Regions from separate parts of the Mus musculus genome. Here region 2 is linked to region 1. Evidence: chromatin contacts called from public Hi-C data. All regions are on one chromosome and are shown on one strand. The core of a region is the stretch at or near the end of the contact, and the rest is flanking DNA. Distances in the headings are between cores, read along the strand shown.

Evidence for each region. A called contact is a pair of places that touch in the nucleus more often than the background predicts.
Region 2: a Hi-C map of cerebellar granule neurons shows a contact between it and region 1, with 2.5 times the contacts expected there. The contact joins two enhancer-like sites. A contact is called at or near these places in 12 of 484 Hi-C or Micro-C datasets (LSK cells, the N1E-115 cell line, brain and 8 more) and 3 of 9 other capture datasets (adipose tissue, liver and pancreatic islet).

What each region holds. Positions count from the first base shown.
Region 1 is chr12:44,429,288-44,434,169 of GRCm38.p6, forward strand. The region is part of intron 2 of Nrcam (neuronal cell adhesion molecule); the gene reads left to right. Among named protein-coding and RNA genes, the nearest start is that of Nrcam, 100 kb to the left of the region's middle. Within about 2 kb of position 1,729, at least 28 of the 459 cell types and tissues checked have an H3K27ac peak or open chromatin away from gene starts, as enhancers often do. A contact at or near this core is called in cerebellar granule neurons, where this site is marked.
Region 2 is chr12:44,545,750-44,550,395 of GRCm38.p6, forward strand. Nrcam (neuronal cell adhesion molecule) reads left to right here. Exons shown (of 31, transcript NM_176930.4): 10 at 1,483-1,594; 11 at 4,125-4,309. Among named protein-coding and RNA genes, the nearest start is that of Nrcam, 220 kb to the left of the region's middle. Within about 2 kb of position 2,147, at least 4 of the 459 cell types and tissues checked have an H3K27ac peak or open chromatin away from gene starts, as enhancers often do. A contact at or near this core is called in cerebellar granule neurons, where this site is marked.

The DNA.
Region 1 (4,882 bases), core at 479-2,978:
CATACACAAAAATAAATAAATAAATAAATAAAATAAAAAAAAAATAAAGGAATAAAAGAGAACACAAAATTGGGTAGGTAGGAAAGACAGAATGGATTTGGGAGGTGAGTGAACATAAACTATTCCATGGACTGAGTCTAAGCCTGTCTGAGAAGTCAGCGGGAGTTCTAGATTGGCTTCTCCCTCAGCTTTATCCTTGATTTCATAGAATTATAGACAAAAAATTCCCCAAAAAACAAAAAACCCAACCCAAACCAAACCGAAACAAACAATGTCCTAATTTCTGAAGTGTAGATTTGTTTACATATGAGGTTAAAGTCTTTGCCATAACTGTTCATGCAAATGAGGCATATGGCTAGATGCAGTGGTGTACAACCTCAGTTGTCAGGAAGTTGAGACAGCCCAGGCTACAGAGCATTAAAACACTTTTATGGGAGGGGCTTTCGCATTTACTGATCGTTGTTTGTATGGGGAGGTAAGAGGGTGTGCTCATGCATGTGTATGAATGTCCCATGTTCCTAGAAGCCAGACGAGGACATTAAATTCCCTGGAGCTAGAGGTGTGGATGCTGGGATCCGAACTTGGGACCTCTGAAAAGGCAACAAGGGCTGTTGACTGCTGAGATACCTCTCCAGCCCTGAAATCATCTCTTCACTCAAAATGTATTTCTCATTACTCATTTGTAACTAACTTACTTGAACTTTTCAAGAAAATATGAAAGTTGGCTTTCTGTTTGTTTGTTTTGTTGGTTTGTTTTAGCTAAAAATGATCCTGCATTCTGAATTTTACTTTTTGTGCAGAAAATTTTAAAGCTGTATGAGGGAACTGAGAGGCACTGGATTCTATAGACTTACCTAGAAATAGGCTAGGTTTCCTCATAGAAATGTATTTAGAGTTAGGGAGGTTTCTTGTCGAGTCTGGCAGGATAGGAAAGCATGATTAGTGGTGAACACAGCAGCAAGGGAGGGAATCCAAACCATAAGAGACTTCTAGCATTTCTTACCATCAGTACCCAGCATTTAAACCTCTCACAGATAATAACTGTTACAAAGGCAAGTTGTTTTTGTAGTTACTTCCTACAGTTACCTTTAAATTTGCTCATCTTTCTGGCTTGCATCCTTTTAAAATACTTTCGCATTTTCCTTTGTCATAATTTTGTCAACACTGCATCCGCTCTTCCTGGTATGTACAAATGGCTGAAAACATGCCAAAGAACAGACGCCCTGTCACAAAAAAAGCATCAAATTGGATTAGACAGCCGAGAACCAGCACTTGGCGGGTGGAAGATGCTTAAGGTCCTGCCATGGATTTGCCTGCCTCAGTTATGCAAATGAGTTGATGGGTATTCGACAGCCTTTTAAATATGAGTAATTATGTACAGAAAATAAGGTCAGCAAAACCTTGAACTAGAGAGACAGGGTTTGAATGCAGCAGAGGTCACAGCCCACTAGCAACTCACATAGACCAATACACACGCACAACAAGCCCGGGGTTGCATTTATATGTAAGGTCACTTCAAATAAGAGATGGATGGAGAGTTGTCTCAGAAATAGGGTCTGAAATGGGGATGGGTCATTGACAATGTTCTTGCTATTAAACCCCGTGAAAGATGTGGGCCTTCTGCTCCTGGTGGAAAATAAAAAGTCGAAACAAAGAGTTCAGACAACAAAGGGCAGCTGTGGGCATTTATTGGTGAAATGTAGGTAATGTATCTTATGTGTGAGTTGTGGTCTCCCCCAGGAATGTAATTGGAGATAAATGAAAGTCTGTGAAGTCAGTTTATAGCGACAGCCAGGGTCTGTGCATCAGCTGGAAGGAAGCAGTAAATCTGAAAACATTGAAAAGCATTTTCCACTTCACTCCTCTGGACCTGGCTCAAAAGAGACAAAAGCAGTTGCGGTAGCTTTGAAGACTTCCCCGTGCGATGAGCAGCTAGACCCTGTCCTCATCCAGAGGATGGTAGAGAGATCAAAATAGCCAAGGCTGCTTTCTCCTGAGCATTTTCAAAGAATCTCTTCCTCCTGGGCAGCCAGCCAGCCTCTTGCCTCTGCAGGGAAATTGCAAAGAGAAGAAGCTGGCGGGACGGATGCACAGGACGTGAACCAGCCAGGTGATGAATTGAAGATAAACTCAATTTCCAATTGTTATGAAGGGAAGAAATAGAAAATCTTCTATCTGTGCTGTGAAGAAAAATGCATCGGTGGCAGAAGGGTCTCTTCCTCTGTAAAGCTCATGATCATGGCTTCTTACGTGATGTGCATGGTCAAGATGAATTTGAATACAATGTGGTACTGAAGTCGTAATATCTGTGGCTTGAAAGGTATTCCCACTGACACTAATACTAAGATTATAAACTAACAGATTCTAGCTCTACAATACTCAGGCTCATCAGTAGGTAGAAAGGTAAAGACAGCTATCCTTGAATTTAATGAATAAGTATTCTGTAATTTGTGTAAGTTTTTATACAGAAACATATGCAGGAAAGCAGAGCCATTTATATCAGACGCTCACTGGTGGGATGTACAGATAATAGGTAGCTCCTACATGCAAAGTACAAGAATTGATGTAAGAACTACAGAAATAGATTCTAAGTTAGGAAGAATTAGTTTTCACCTTTCAGTTTTAGGGGTTGGCTGAGAATGGCACAACAAAGAAACAAACAAATAAGCAAACAATGAAATGACAAAACAAGGCAGTGCATGTACAATGATGTAAGAGCTAGAAAATGAGCTGCCAGGTCAGAGAGACCAGACTGTTCCTAATGGGCAGAACCTTCAGTTAAAACTGTTCCTTTAGGCAAATAGACTTGATCCAGATGTTGATGGAAGACAGAGATGTAAGCAAATGAGAAGGAATAGGGATATGTCTGGAAACTGCAACTGTAGGTGGAATTGGGAAGCTGTGTTTGGAGATAGCAAGATAGAGTAGTTTAAGATTCATGGCAATCAACTGATACTTGTACATAGGGTTGGTAGTGTGAGGATTAGGAATTGATTCTATGGACATCAGAAAGATCTTGGCCTTCAGCACACACTCTTGTGCACACCCATCCCCACATTCAGATAACAATTTTAAGTTAACCTGATAAAATGGAGACTGGTCATGGTGAATAAAGTTCTTTGCTATAGTGTTGTTGTCTAAGGGAAGAAAAGATAGGTAAAGAGTGTGCTGACCTAAAACATAAAATCATTCTAACTTAGAGGGGGTTCTGGAACCCCCTGTTGCATGACAATAGCTATGAACTAACGGAACACATACTTTTATACTCCTAGCACTCTGGAGGCAGAGGCAGGGGTGCACTGCCTTTGAGGCTGCCTTCGCCTCAGCATGACCCTTTCTCCAAAAGTAGAAGAAAAACAAATAACAACAAAAAAATACCTATATGTAGCATATCATTTCATTGTACAGGAATGTACTGAGGGAACATGAGTCCAGAAAATGTGTGTGTGTGTGTGAGAGAGAGAGAGAGAGAGAGAGAGAGAGAGAGAGAAAGGGAAGGAGGGAGGGAGGGAAGGAGGAAGGGAGGGAAGGAGGAAGGGAGGGAAGGAGAGATTGTGTTTAATATATAATGAAAAAGAGAGGCACATGAATAGACTTCAGCATGCAAGGCTGTTGGGATCGTTGTTATAGCAACTGAACTGTCTGTCTAGTGGTGATAATGTTGCTCTGGGAACTGGGAATGCATATTCTGTTGGAAATTCCCAGGAAACAGTTTGAACCATATGAAATTGCTAAAGTTCTGTTACCCTTTAATCTACAGAACAGCAACTTTATATGGCTTGAAGTCTGATGTTTATTCTTTAGCGCCCTGTCTCTGCGTTTCTGTCCTCACCCTCTTTTAATTTTCTTGTAGCTTCTGTGGTGCTGTGGGCCAAACCCAGAGCCTTCCTCATATTTAGCAGACAGCACTACCACTAAGTTACCCCAGCTCTCTTCTCCTTTTTTCTGTTGTCATACATAACCTTCCAAGTTTTGCATAGAATTTACATGTAATCATTTTACTTCCTAGATAAATTTCACATATATAATGGTAATCTCAATAGCTGGTATTAAACATATTGAAGTAGGCATGTGTCTTCCTGCCTCAAGATCTGGATTACATATAATTTTTAATGTTCTAATTTATTTTATGTGTATGGGTATTTTGACTATGTGTATGTCTGTACACCATATGTACATGATTGACAGAGGACAGCAGAAGGCATCAGAAGATACCTTGGAATCGGAATTACTTGAATGAATCGGAACTTCATTCATTCATTCATTCATTTATTAATTCTTTCATTCTCGTTACATCCCAATTGCTGCCACTCCTCATGGTTCCCCCCTCACACTGTCCCTCCCCCATAATCCTTCTCTTCTGAGAGGGGGATATCCTCCCCTGGGTCTTTGCCACCCTGCATATCAAGTTTCTGCAGAGCTAGGTGCATCTTCTCCTATTAAGACCAGACAAGGAGGCCCAGTTTGGGGAATGGATTCCACAGATAGGCAACAGCTGTAGGGACTGCCCCTTTTCCAATTGTTGGGCGACCCACATGAAGACTGCACTGCACGTCTATTACATTTCTGCGAGGGGCCTAGGTCCAGCTTATGTATGTTCTTCAGTTGGCCATTTAGTGTCTGGGAGACCCCGAGGGTCCTGGTTCTTTGACTCTGTTGGTCTCCCTGTGGGGAGGAACAATTTTCTTATGAAATCATGTTTATTTGAAAACTACCAGAGCTCCCTCCCCACTTCCCCTGCTTTTTTTTTGAGAAAGGGTCTCACTCATCGAGAACTCATGATGTACACCAAGCTGGCCTCAAACTCACAGAGATCTGCCTGCCTCTCCCTCCCAAGTGTTGGGGGATAAAAGCATGTTTGTCATTGTACCCAGTTTGTTTT
Region 2 (4,646 bases), core at 897-3,396, 120 kb after region 1:
TTTTGCATGGCCTACAATATAAACTGATTGGTCGTATTAACCCCTAGAGCATCATTAGAACCTTCAGTAACTAACATAGAGTACATTCCGTAGTAATCCTCTAACCTTCCTTAAGTTTTTCATGTCATTATTCAGCAGAATTAGCAACCGTGTTGTGTTGCTTTTAGCTTTGTTAGAAACCTAATCACCGTTTTCTGCGGGAGGAAACTTTTCAAAATAGATCAGTCAACTTCATTGTATTAAACTGAAACAAATTGGATTTCCTTAAGGCTGTCAAGCATAAAATCTGTCACTAAACAATATGGCTCTTTATTCCCCATAGATGGAGTTTCTGCTACATTAGTTTTTACCTTTGAGGTATGAACATTGCAGAATATGGCAGATATAATCTCATCTTTATTTATTGAATATAGTTCTTCCAAATATGGGCCTCAAGACTCTTGTCAAGGTGATTTTTACAGGAGTAAGGTCCCCTAACAACTTCTAAAATCCTTAGGAAAACAATATTTTCTCCAGCAATACTATTTTGGGGTCGTTAGATTTTTCTTTGGAGAAATGAGAAGTTTACCCAGTGCCTTTTCATTGGGTTTTAGAAGCATCAAGTGCGTCATTTGTGGTTGAAGCAGTGAAAAGTCTTATGACATTTCCACTTGAAAATTTCCCCAGGCCTTTAGTAGATAAGGTCACATGTTTTAAAAGTCCACAAAACAGAAGGTGTCTTGTTTAACTATTTCTAAGCTCTCTGATTTAGACCTTCTTTATTTTGTCATTGGATAAAATGATTTCCATGTGTTCGGCTCTGCCGCTAACTCTTTTCTTTTTTTCCAAAGCTAGGGACGAAGCCCAGGGCCTGACCAATACTAAACAACACTCTGCCATGAAGCCACTCCTTCAGCTCCTCTACTGTAAATCTGTATTCAGAGCATATAATTTCCCAGAACTCTTTAGAAATTCTCCAGTTTTGTTTTATTTTTCATAAACCTTGCAGTGTAGGAATTTTGAGATATAGGTTAGTGGCAAGGGCTATAATGCTATGTCCAGAATAAATCAAAATACTTTGTCCATAATGATTTGCTGAAAAAAAAAAAAAACAAAAACAAAAACCAACCAAACAAAATAACAGCCCTAACATCTTTCAAAAAGACACACTTTTTGCTTTGACTTGAGCACCAGTCTTCAGGAATGTGAGGACATTTTGGAGATTTACCAGCCCACAGGAAATTGATAAAAAGCAAACCCAATTAAAGACAGGTACCAAAAGGAGTCCCTGACACTGCTTTGCCCATGCAATCAAAATTGCTTCTTTTCCTGGCACACTGAACTAGTGTAAGGAGAGAGTGTATATGCATAACTTAACAAATTTCAGAAGAAGCATTTAATGGATTTGTCATGAGAGTAGAATTTTAGGCAGCTTTTGACAGAGCTGTGTTCTCAGAAAAACATGTTCATAATTTTAATGTATATTGCTTTCCTTGTTTGCAGCTAAATCTAGTAAAGAGAGGCCCCCAACGTTTCTAACTCCAGAGGGCAATGAAAGCCACAAAGAGGAATTAAGAGGAAACGTGCTTTCGCTGGAGTGCATTGCGGAAGGCCTGTGAGTTAATGCGATTTGTCCTGATGCTTGCTTCTTATCAACATATAAAGTTGACAGGTGTTACTACTATCCGAGGAACAGCCGTGGCTTTATGCTTCCAATTTGACCAAAATTTAACAAACAAACAAGCAAATAAACAAAAGAACCCCCCCAAAACAAACAAACAAAAAACCCAAACATTTCCTGGGTAAATTTTCAATTGCATGTTATCTCTAAAGTATTTTGATGTAACAGTGTTTGTATTGCATTATGTTATCTGTCTCTGTAATCATCTTACAATCACTGATCACTCTGCTAAGGGGGTAGAATTTTGATGCTTTCTAACGAACAACCTCAGAATTTGGTGGCTTAAAAAAAAATAATTACTTACCCTTGATCATTTGTTGAGTGCTCCTGGGAGGAGCCTTTTGAAAGCGGGATGACTGCGAGTTCATTACGCTTGCTCAAGGTCTGCCACCTGGAGCACCTGACATGTTGGCACTCTTGCCGTCTCTTTCTGTCTGTCATCAAAAGCCCACAGCTCACCTCAGGGCCTCAACTGAGGCCCTGTCCCTTCTGTTCCTTCCCGTGGGCAGAGTGTAAAGCCAAGGTGCTCATCTGTGCATACTTCAGAGCCCATGTGTCTTTGGCAGGCATTCCACTAAGGCCTTGGGCAGATAGAAAAACTCAACTGTGAACTTGGGTCCACATGTCAGGCAAGTTTCTAGATTGCCTGGCCTACAGCAAGCGTCTTTAAACGATCACAGTTACTGCAGCCCTGACTAGGATCCCAGGAACACACTTCCTTGACATTTTGTGATTTGTGTTGTCTGTGAACTGGACATCCAATGACCTTTCCTTAAGCCAGGAATAAATACTTCTGAATGCATATGGTGCCCTCTGCTGGCACAATCAGAAACTACACATTTGACATGACAGTCGTTCAGCTTAAACACTTAACAAAATTCTTAAAAATGACAATCTTTCCTAACAGAATTTATTTTCTATTTTTTATCATTTTTATAGTCAAACACCAACATGACATTTAACAAATTTCATATTTTAGCACTTTTCATGTTTTCAGATTAGGAACAATGAAATTTATTTTTATTTTTATTTTTATTTTATTATTATTATTATTTTTTTTTGTAGACGGTGGTTATAATTTGGAAATAGAAAAGAATGGACTTTTAAAACGTTGATGTCTCACAGAACTATACTTTTTCTTTACAAACCAGGGACCGTTCGGCTCAGCATTAAACCATTCATCAGACTCTAAGATTGTTCAGTAGAGTAGGACCCTTGCATAACAACTGCTGGTTTTGCTCAGTGTAAGGCATAAGATCACGTGTCTCTCCCACCCCTGTCTCCCCGCATCTGAAACGTGGGTCAAAGTGTAAGGGGACGTCATATGTGTCAGATTCCACATGTGACTAACACTTTGAGATTGATCTCACGTCTGCAGCTTTGCATGTTTACAGCATGTGCTAATTTTAAAAGCCACTTCATCAAATTTAAATTTATATGCTGTCATTTTGTTCATCCAAACAAAGCTACATGTTACAAGTGGTCATTAAACCCCTCCTGCAACTCTGATAACAAATACCGTGATGTCCTGAGGTCTGGCTCAGCCCTTCTTCCTTGATGTCTTCCTGCCACACATGGCTGAGCACACAGGCATGTGTGTGCGTGCACACACACACGTTTATGTTGAACAATTTAAAAAATTTTATCTCACATAAATTCTGAAGATGTTATACAAGCCAACCATCCTCATTAAGACGACTGGAGATGCGAAGGCACAAGGAAGTCAGGGAACCAAGGTCAGAGAAGAATATAAGGGACCACCTGAGCCATTGAGAAAGCTCTAACTCCAAGCAATATTCTGGCTTTTCATTCTTAAGTCTTTTGTTTGGATTTTCCTGATTTAAAATAGTAAAATTGAGTGAGAACTAGAATAACATTAATCTGTTCTACTATCAGCTAGCATAATGGTATTTTAAAATTTCACTGATAGTAAAGTGAAGAAAATAATTCTAATCATTAGTCATTTAATTCACATTATTGGAATGTCATAAAATAGCAGGTTTCATCAGGTTGACTTGTAAATATATATAAAATCCAGAGGCACTGATGTGCATGGGAGTTGATCCATTATATATTTTTAGTGCTAGCTGATTAAATTAATCAATATGATTAGCTTAATAGTAATTCGCTTGATTGGCATAGTACAAGTCTGTAGAGCATCCTCACTGAGCAGAACTTTGAAGAAAAGATTAGGTCCCCTGAGTAAAGCAATCCATGCCTAGGGTGCAGCATCACTGAGATCAAAAAATTAGGACAGTTCTAATTATTTGAAAATGGAATCATCTCAAGTACAGGGCCTGAGCATGACTTATAAAAAATGTGATGTTAATTAAACGGTTTGTACGTTTGCCATACATAAGGAATCGATTATAAGATTATAAATGTCCATGAAAATTCACTCTGCAAAGCCGTCACAGGTGAGCTCCTCTTCCTTTGTAAGATCATTACTTATTTATTCTCTTAGACCTACTCCAATTATTTACTGGATCAAAGAAGACGGAATGCTTCCCGCCAACCGGACATTTTATCGGAACTTTAAGAAAACCCTGCAGATCACTCATGTTTCCGAAGCCGACTCTGGAAATTATCAGTGCATAGCAAAAAACGCATTAGGAGCCGTCCATCACACCATTTCTGTCACTGTTAAAGGTAAACCCTCATCTCAAACGCATTCCCCTCAAATGCGGAGGCTCTGAAACTTCCGTTTAATGTGCTTTTGATTGTGTTCTTCAGTAACGAGAAGTTGACATTTATACCCACACTCACTGTGTCATGAATCTTTGCTCATTTATATTGTAATTGCATCCAGGCCAGATTAAAAAGCCACTCATTCAAATCTTCCTCGCAGAACTGCAGTTAGTAAACACAGAAGGGATGGCAGAAACAGAAAAGCACCGTGATAGTCCCACAGAGAGAACTACTGCAGGCAAGATCCAGGGAGGAATTCTGAAGTTGGTGGGTGGAAACAACTTCAAGGAGAAGCAGG